Regions from separate parts of the Mus musculus genome. Here all the other regions are linked to region 1. The links are chromatin contacts, called in public HiChIP or PLAC-seq and promoter capture Hi-C maps. All regions are on one chromosome and are shown on one strand. The core of a region is the stretch at or near the end of the contact, and the rest is flanking DNA. Distances in the headings are between cores, read along the strand shown.

Region 1 (2,700 bases), core at 134-2,633:
CCTAGCCCCAAGAGCCTCTCTGCTCCTCTGTCTCCATGAGTAACCTTTTTAATTCCTTCTTGGGCTATGAGCCCATTCCCCAAGTCCACACTTCCACCCTAGATTTGAAGCTCTTGTTAGACATTAGAGTGACTGCTTACTCTTTATTAAGAGTTAGAACTTGCCCTGTCCAACATCCTTTCTCCCTGTTTTCCAAGGCCTACTTCCCTTTTTCTTCCAAGGGACTCCCCTCTCCTTCTCATCCATTTGCCCGGCTGGTAGTAGTGCAAGATGCCTTTTGCCCATTTCAGCCCTCCCCACTGCTACACTCACTTGACAAAACGAGAGCGATTTCCAATTGCTCCAAATTCCTCTTCGTCTGTGCTGGACTCTGAGTCTGAGTCAGGAGGCTCAGTGCGAAGCAGGCGGTGGCTGCCTGAGCCTTGCTTGGTCTTCTTTCTCCGATGGTCACCAGCCAGGCCGATCAACGCATTGAGCTCTTTGCGCTTTTTCATCTTTTTGTGGGGGGTGAGTGGCGGGCCCACTCCTGAGCTGCCAGGTTCGTAGCCAACACCCAACTCTCTCGCTGACTTGGAGCTGCCTTCCAGGGTTGGAAATCCTGGGCCTGAGCCCCCTGATCACTCCCACCCAGAGGTGGGACTGACCAGATCTACTGAGGGCTGGAGAATAGAGCCCAGAGAAAATTGGACTCAGGTGGATGGGGGATGGGGGGTGGGGGAAGTTACATAGAGATGGCCAAGGAACTGGAGATCTAAATGGATAAATTTCTGAAACAACTATTACCTGTCAAAAGGAAAACGAAACAAAACAACCCGCTAAGTCAAGCACGAGATTCTAAGTCGTGTAGGCAACCAATATTTCTAGGAGTGCTCCAGAAAGCGGGAGAAAGATACACAAAACTAAGGTACTTTAGATCTCTGGGACAAGATTCCCAATGCAGAAGGAAAATAAACTTGTTTTTGAATGGGAGGAGAGGAGACTTTGCAGAGCAGGCAGTGGGAACTCGCTGATCCTTAACTGGAGAGGTGGTGACAGGAGAGCGCCAACACTGCCTGGGCGCCTAGAAAACTCCCAGGCCGGGACGCCCACCAGGATTCGGGATGATCACCTTCCCGTGGCTTCTGTCCTGAGTTTGTAGAGACCCGCGCGAGAGGAGCGGGAGCCCTGCTGCTAGGGCCTGGAGGGGGCGCAGTGATGAGGGGTGACCACCGCTCCGCCAGCCTGAAGTGTTCCGCCACCAGCGACTTCCGCAACTCACACGCGCCGCGGCCAGTCCAGCCGCGTCTCCGGCCCCTGCTTCGGTCGCGACTTCTCTGGATGTGCTGGCGGTGGCGGCCGCCGCAGGCTCCAGACCCGGGCCATAGCTCCAGTCTTAGCTCACTTCCCCTTTGGCAGCGGCCCCGGGCAAGGCTTGCCAGTAAGCCGCGCCCCCATTGGGCGCCCCTTGGTGACGTCACGCAGGAGGGCGCGTGTGGTGCTGGGGAGGTGGAACGTTAAAGGGGCCGCGGCTCTGGCTCGTGCTGGGTCTGGAGCCACAGTTAGTAGGCCCCGCCCCTGTCGGACCGCGGCTGACCGCATCAACTTACAGCGGAGGCAGAGTTTTGCTTGCTGAGAAGCAGGGGCGGGGACTGGCACCCGAGGCTCCACCTTCTGAAAAGTTCTTGAAAGACTCCATCCCTCTTACTCTTAGGTTCTTTAGGCTCATTGTTTTAATGGCCCAGTTGAATAATTCATCCGTCCTTCCATCCATCCCTCCACCCATCTATCCATCTATCCACCCACCCACCCATCCATCCAATAAATATTTACTGGTGGTGAAATATCGAGACTATTCTAGCTCTGGGGATGCTGCCATAAACACAATAACCAATGTGTTTTCCTTTCTGTATAGAGTTGCCAGATTTAGCAAATAAAATACTGAACACTAGTAAATTTCCAATACCAGATAAACAGTGATTTTTGGGGAGGGGGGAGGGAGTTGGACAGAGGCTTTCTATGTAGTCCTGGCTGCCCTAGAGCTAGCTATGTAGACCAGGCTGTTCTTGAACTCGCAAAGATCTGCCTGCCTTGGTCCTGAGTTCTGGGATTAATGGCATGCATCCTCACACCTGGTTTAGCTATTTTTTTTTTAAATTATAAGAGCCCTCCAATATCTATGACAACTTCATATTGAAAAATAATTCATTGTTTATCTGAAATTTAAATTCAATTGGGCTTCCTCTATTTTATCTGCTCATCTGCTCCAGCTTGTATTTGAGCATGAAAGCAACAATAGGCACACATATTACACTTTAGAAGTGGATGCATATTATGAAGGAAACCCAAATAAGATAGGGTGAGGCATGCCTGTTGTCTTTGATGAAGGGATTTTTGGGCATAGATCCTTAGGAAGCCAGAGAGTAAGTAAAATGGTATCATGAAGGAGTGCTCAGAAAGACCTGGTTTGGAAAAAAAAAAGTGATAGGAAATGAAGTTACAGAAACATCAGGAAGTAAACCTTGCAGGGTTTTGTAGAAGGAGTTTGAAAAACCATTGAGGAACATACTCTGAATTTTCAGTTTATAGAAGATGACTCTAGGGGCTGCAGAGATGGCTCAGGGATTAAGAGAGCACTGACTGCTCTTCCAGAGGACCTGGGTTCAATTACTAGCATCTGCATGGCAGCTCACAACTGTCTGTAACTCCAGTTCCAGGAGCTCC
Region 2 (2,700 bases), core at 197-2,696, 220 kb after region 1:
CAGTTAAGTAGGCCTTGCTTCCCCAGAACCATCTAGGAAAGGCACTTGGGAAGTTCTCTATGCACGACACAATTTCCTGTAGTTCTTGGTCACCTTTGAACTTCTGTTGAAGAAAAGATAAGTTCGTGGGACTCTTGCCTAGTTTTTGGACTGGAGACAAGAGTAGAGCAAGCACAGGAACATAGCTGTTTTTTTCTGAAGTTGCCAGGAAGGTGGGGCAGTTCGATGAACTGTCTGTGCTATCACTCATAGCTTTACTATGTGGGTATGGGTTCTGAGCTGAATCTGAGAGTCCTGTTGGATGGAGCTGTGTTCCTCAGAGGAATCACAGTGTCAGATCCTCAGATCTTCAGAGAACGTGGCATACCCATGTCTTTCTAAGAACATCTATTGCACAATCCTTTGTTGTGCACATTTTCATGTATCCTCCTATTTGGCTCTGTACTTTATTTCCTGGGGTGATAATGCAATGGGTCAGTACTGTCCCTTCCCAGTTCCCTTTCTGGGTAATTTCATACACTTGTGCCAGGCTCTTTAGCTGAACCCTGTGGAACAAGAAAGTGATGCTGTGCTTGAATCCAAGTATCTTATATTGCAGGGTGTGTGGAAAGAGGAAGAAGAGCCACATAGCCCTGTAGAAATACTAACATTAGTGTTCACATATGAGGGTCCTACCCACCCTTTCCCTTTAATGTGCCATGACTTTGGGATTTCAATTTGTAATTTACCCATCCTGAAAATTCTAGTCTTGGTCAGCCACTCACTCAGCCCAGCAGTGTGAACCCTTCCTGTGCCTGATAATTTCTAAGATGTGCACCATTGTTACATCAAGAACTTCAAGGGGCAAGGTTTCTGTCTCTCTGATGTTTGCATTCCCAGGCAAACCCAGGGCTTGGGAGAGAATAGCCATAAGTAACTTGTCAAGGAACTACTTAAAAGTTGTTTGAGAACAGTAGAGATATTAAAGGTACTCAGCCAGAAGAGGAGGAGGAGACTAGGTAGGACCAACCAAAGCTTTCAAAGTGCAAGACTATCAGTATAGAGTTGAGCAACAGTCAGACAGTAACGCTATTGTTGGGATGACATGCCTCAGCCTGAGCTGGGCATCTTATGAAGCTCTTGGACTCTTTATATATCAGGATTTTCCTTGTGAATTTGATGGCTGGTCTCTGAGACACCCATCTTCCCTTCTCTTCCACCCATCCTTCTCTTTCCTTCATACCTCATGCCCAAAGAACCAGTGAAAAGGAGGTGATGGGAACTGCTGGAAAGCCTTGAGTAGCCATTGCCTGTGGAGGTAGAACTGGACAGCTTTCACCAGCAGCAGGAGCAGACCGAGCACAGAGGCCACTTGGAGGAAGCCAGAGAGGCTGTCTGCAAATCGGGTTGGGCTTAGAGCAGAGACACTCATAGTTCATCCACTCTTCTGTTGCTGTCCTCACTCTCACTAATCCTTTCTACCTCCTGCCTAAATCCTGTAAGGATTGCCCGCCTACCTGTGGGAGGGAGAAGGGTGAGGCTGACCAATCTTGATCTCAAAGTTCAGTTGGTTAAATAACAGGAATGATTTACCTTGGGAATCAGAGACACAATTTTTTCTTTCCAGCTGCCAGTGCCTACCTGTGTCTACTTTCCTCTCGTGCGAGTCAAGAACATTGACTTGTTTCCACACCTGTACTGCATGCATAAATTAAGCAGAACAATTATAATATCCTTAAATATTCTTCCACTTATTTTTAATCTTTTCTTGCAAAGTTTTACTAAATTATTAAATATCAAACAAGGTTGTCATATAAAAATAAATATCTTGTTGAAGTCCTGTGTGATAAGGGGATCCTCACACACTGGCTCTTTCCCAAGCTCCATAGCTTAAGTCTGTGGCTTTATTTGTTGTTTTTGGGAGGTGTTTGGGTTTCCATGTCAGACCAAGTATCTAATAGTTTTTTTTTGAATTGTCCATGCCAAATGGATGGTGAGTGGTTGCTGATTCAGACTGGAAAACATATAGGCACTGCTGCTCTTATACATCTAGGTAGGCTAGTCTCATGGGTAGTCCATGCCTGGGGATGCCAAGGACACTCGTGCTTGTTTTGCTTTGGGGGAGCTAATGGGTTTCTTTCCATTCCTTGGCACCTTCTTGTGGGTTTTTTTTTTTGTTGTTGTTTTAAAATAGATAGCATACAGTTGAATTTCATTTAAAAAAAATCTATTTAGCCAACCTAACTCTGTTACTTGGAGAGTTTAGTTCACTTTTGAGAAGTTTTTGCTGTAGACTCTAGTGTTAGTCTACCAAGGCCTTGCTTATATGGGACTTGGAATACTTCTCTTGGTTTTAGAATTTCTTGTCTTGGACTTTTGAGAGCTTGAATATAGTGTGTCTTCAACAGGACCAAATCAATTGAATCTAAATGGGCCCTTTGCATTTACTGTACTTGGGTGCCCATGTATTTCTCAGTAAATACAGGAAAGCTTTCAGCTATTATTTATCTAAATAGCTTTTCTTATTTAGGGTTTTACTGATGTAAGCAAACACCATGACCAAGGGAACTCTTACAAGAACAAAATTTAATTGGGCCTGGCTTACATGTTTAGAAATTCAGTTCATTATCATCAAGGCATGAACATGCCAGCATCCAAGCAGGCATGGTGCAGGAAGAGCTGAGAGTTGAACATCTTGTTCTGAAGGCAAACAGAAGAAGA
Region 3 (2,700 bases), core at 193-2,692, 250 kb before region 1:
TTGCCACTGACTTGGCTGGTTGTGGCATTAGTTTGTTAGGTGCTACTTGAATCGAGACACAAGTGTCTGAGCACTAACGAGATGTTTCTCAGGTAAAGGAAAGAAGCCTGTAGCTTGGGTAGGGTGGGGTGAGCCCTCGGTTCCTACAGCAGTCATTTCTAGCTTCCACTCACTTTAAGAGTGTTTTTTTTAAATGATAATTTAGAAATAATAAAGTTCACCATCTGAATATAACTTGATTAATTTTGACCGGATAGTTGTTTCCATAATAAACATATAAGATAAATCTTTAGAATTTATAGAATATATTAGTGGCTTTTCTTGCTGTGACAAAACACCTGGCCAAAGCAACTTCAGGAAAGAAGGGTTATCTTAGCTTACAGTTTTGAGGGTGTGCGTTCTATCATGGTGGGAAGGCGTGGCAGCAGGACAGAGGGACAGTCTAGTTGTGTTGATTAGCAACCCAGAAGCAGGAAGAACGGGAAAGGAGGCCCGGATATAAAACTTCAACACCCATCAACAATCCACTTCCTCCATCAAGGCTCCACCCACTAAAGGCGGGCCTTCCTGAACAGCGCCACCAACTGGGATTGAAGTGGGCAAGTTTGAGTTTATGGAGGGCAGGTCACATCCGAACTATATATAGCATGCCACCTCCAAAGTTCCATCATGTTTCATGGCAGTTCACTCTTTTTCTACTCTTGGCGGCCACTGATCCTGTCACCATGGACAGAAGTTTCTAGAGTTTCATATAAATGAAATAGAAAGTAAAAGACTTTGTGTTTGGCTTTAGCATATTTGTTTACTCTTGCGATCTCTCTGTTTCCCCTACTTTAAGTGGTGTCTTCTGCACTTGAAGCACACAGGTCAGGACAGCGCAATGCCTGGGACATTCCTGAGTCTCTCGCACAGGGCCTGATCTCAAAGACACTGCTCTTTGCAGAATGAAATCTGACTCCAAACCCAGACTGGCATTTCTCCCCTGATGTTAAGAACACATCCTCCTAACTCTCCCCCAAGTCTCTGCCAGAGCATCCTCACCCTCCCTTCACAATAGTGACAGCTGCAGAGGAACTTTTTTCGCGCAGGATTGCACGGCACCCACCTCTCTCCCTGGATTCCGGTACACAGGAGGACACGGACCAATCCCCCTGCTACCACTAGCTGTAGCTTTGGAAAAGCCACTTAACCTTTCTGCCACCCCCATTTCATCATTTGAGCCCAGGGCAGAGTAATCCCCGCCTCGAAGTGAGGGCGAGAAGTCAGAGACTCAGTAATGGAAAGAGACCCGCCCAGTGATGGGTACTGAGAAAAGCTCCTAAGATGCCAATTCCCTGCCTCCCTGCACGCCGGAAGACTGGGAGAAGGCCCAGGGCGGGCAGGTCTGGGCTTCTGCGGCCATCCAAGCCCACAAGCCTGTGGTTCTGAAAAGTACCGGCAGGGGGCACCCACTCATGCTCTTACCGGAGTAAGATTTGCTGAGTGTTCCTATGTCTTTCTGCAGAGAGTTTCTCGTATCTGAGCATGCAGGACATTCGGAACTTCCCCATGTATAAAGGTGAGAAGAAATTGGCCTTCTGCAAGGGCGATACTATCAAAAGTTCCCAGGAGGTCAGTTTTCTCTACACGGGGTTTCAATCCTCTGCTTAGTGTTTTTTTTTTTTTTCAAATTTAAAAATTTTTATTTATTCACTTTACATCCCGCTCACTGCCCCCTTCCACTCCCTCCCTCCCACAATCTTTTCCCTCCCTCTCCGCTTCTCTTCTGCGCTGATAGGGGCCCCCTGGTTACTCCCCCACCATGGCACATCAAGTCTCTGTGAGGCTAGGGACATCCTCTGCCACTGCTGCTTACTCTTTATCTCTTCTGGTAAAACTTTGTTCCATCCCTGAAGACACACCATTTGATCTGTGTGACAGCCCTGTCCTTGTCAGGAGGAAACTGCAAAACCAAGGCTGGTAAGATGGCTAAACTGGTAAAGAGGCTTGCTGCTAATTCTGATGACCCAAGTTCTATCCCTGGAACCCACATGGTGAAAGGAATCGGTTGTTTTCTGACTTCTACACATTCTACCGCATACATACACATGCATGAGCACCCATAGCATACATACACATGCATGAGCACACTCGTGCGGGCGTTCGAACACACACACACACACACACACACACACACACACACACACACACTAATTTAAAAGGGAGAGAAAGTAGATCTTAGAGGCAGGGAGAGTGGAGCAGGGTGAATGTTCCTAGTCGAAGTTTACCACTTACCTGAACTGGACATTGCTCTGAGCAAACACATCTGTGGATCTCAGTTTGTTCACCAGGAAAATGGGACTCAAATTATGCACCTGGAAGGGTTGTACTGAAAGTTAAACAGAAAAGCATGAAGCAGGAGGCCCTTGTGTAGGAAATGATCAGTGAATTCTAGGGCTAATTCATAGACGTTCACAAAATGAAATACCGCCGGGCATGGTGGCGCATGCCTTTAATCCCAGCACTTGGGAGGCAGAGGCAGGCGGATTTCTGAGTTCGAGGCCAGCCTGGTCTACAAAGTGAGTTCCAGCACAGCCAGGGCTATACAGAGAAACCCTGTCTCAAAAATCAAAACAACAACAACAACAACAACAACAAAAACAAAAAGAAAGAAAGAAACAAAATGAAATACCATCAGCATATTCAAGGACAGGATCTAAA

The links. HiChIP or PLAC-seq counts read pairs in DNA pulled down with a chosen protein or histone mark. Capture Hi-C pulls out chosen DNA fragments and counts their contacts.
Region 2: a contact with region 1 is called in a promoter capture Hi-C map of liver. The contact joins the promoter of Cyp4a10 here to the promoter of Efcab14 in region 1. A contact is called at or near these places in 1 of 115 datasets of contacts at active chromatin or transcription factors (large pre-B cells) and 1 of 9 other capture datasets (liver).
Region 3: an H3K4me3 HiChIP or PLAC-seq map of intestinal villus epithelium shows a contact between it and region 1, with 6 times the contacts expected there. The contact joins the enhancer-like site here to the promoter of Efcab14 in region 1. A contact is called at or near these places in 26 of 39 promoter capture datasets (the 3T3-L1 cell line, 3T3-L1-derived adipocytes, the C10 cell line and 15 more), 10 of 15 datasets of contacts at CTCF or cohesin (the G1E-ER4 cell line, the NIH/3T3 cell line, embryonic stem cells and 4 more), 144 of 484 Hi-C or Micro-C datasets (the 3T3-L1 cell line, 3T3-L1-derived adipocytes, the AtT-20 cell line and 78 more), 46 of 115 datasets of contacts at active chromatin or transcription factors (the 230-238 cell line, DN3 thymocytes, the HPC-7 cell line and 27 more) and 5 of 9 other capture datasets (adipose tissue, embryonic stem cells, embryonic tail and 2 more).

Annotation. Positions count from the first base shown.
Region 1 is chr4:115,736,453-115,739,152 of GRCm38.p6, reverse strand. Efcab14 (EF-hand calcium binding domain 14) reads right to left here and starts at 1,383. Exons shown (of 11, transcript NM_001368627.1): 1 at 313-1,383. The coding sequence starts at 494.
Region 2 is chr4:115,517,033-115,519,732 of GRCm38.p6, reverse strand. It overlaps Cyp4a10 (cytochrome P450, family 4, subfamily a, polypeptide 10), which reads right to left and starts at 1,446. Exons shown (of 13, transcript NM_010011.3): 1 at 1,223-1,446; 2 at 1-103. The coding sequence starts at 1,411.
Region 3 is chr4:115,983,018-115,985,717 of GRCm38.p6, reverse strand. No RefSeq gene overlaps it. Among named protein-coding and RNA genes, the nearest start is that of Gm38492, 13 kb to the right of the region's middle. Within about 2 kb of position 1,442, at least 20 of the 459 cell types and tissues checked have an H3K27ac peak or open chromatin away from gene starts, as enhancers often do. A contact at or near this core is called in the AtT-20 cell line, the Ba/F3 cell line, differentiating embryonic stem cells and 5 more, where this site is marked.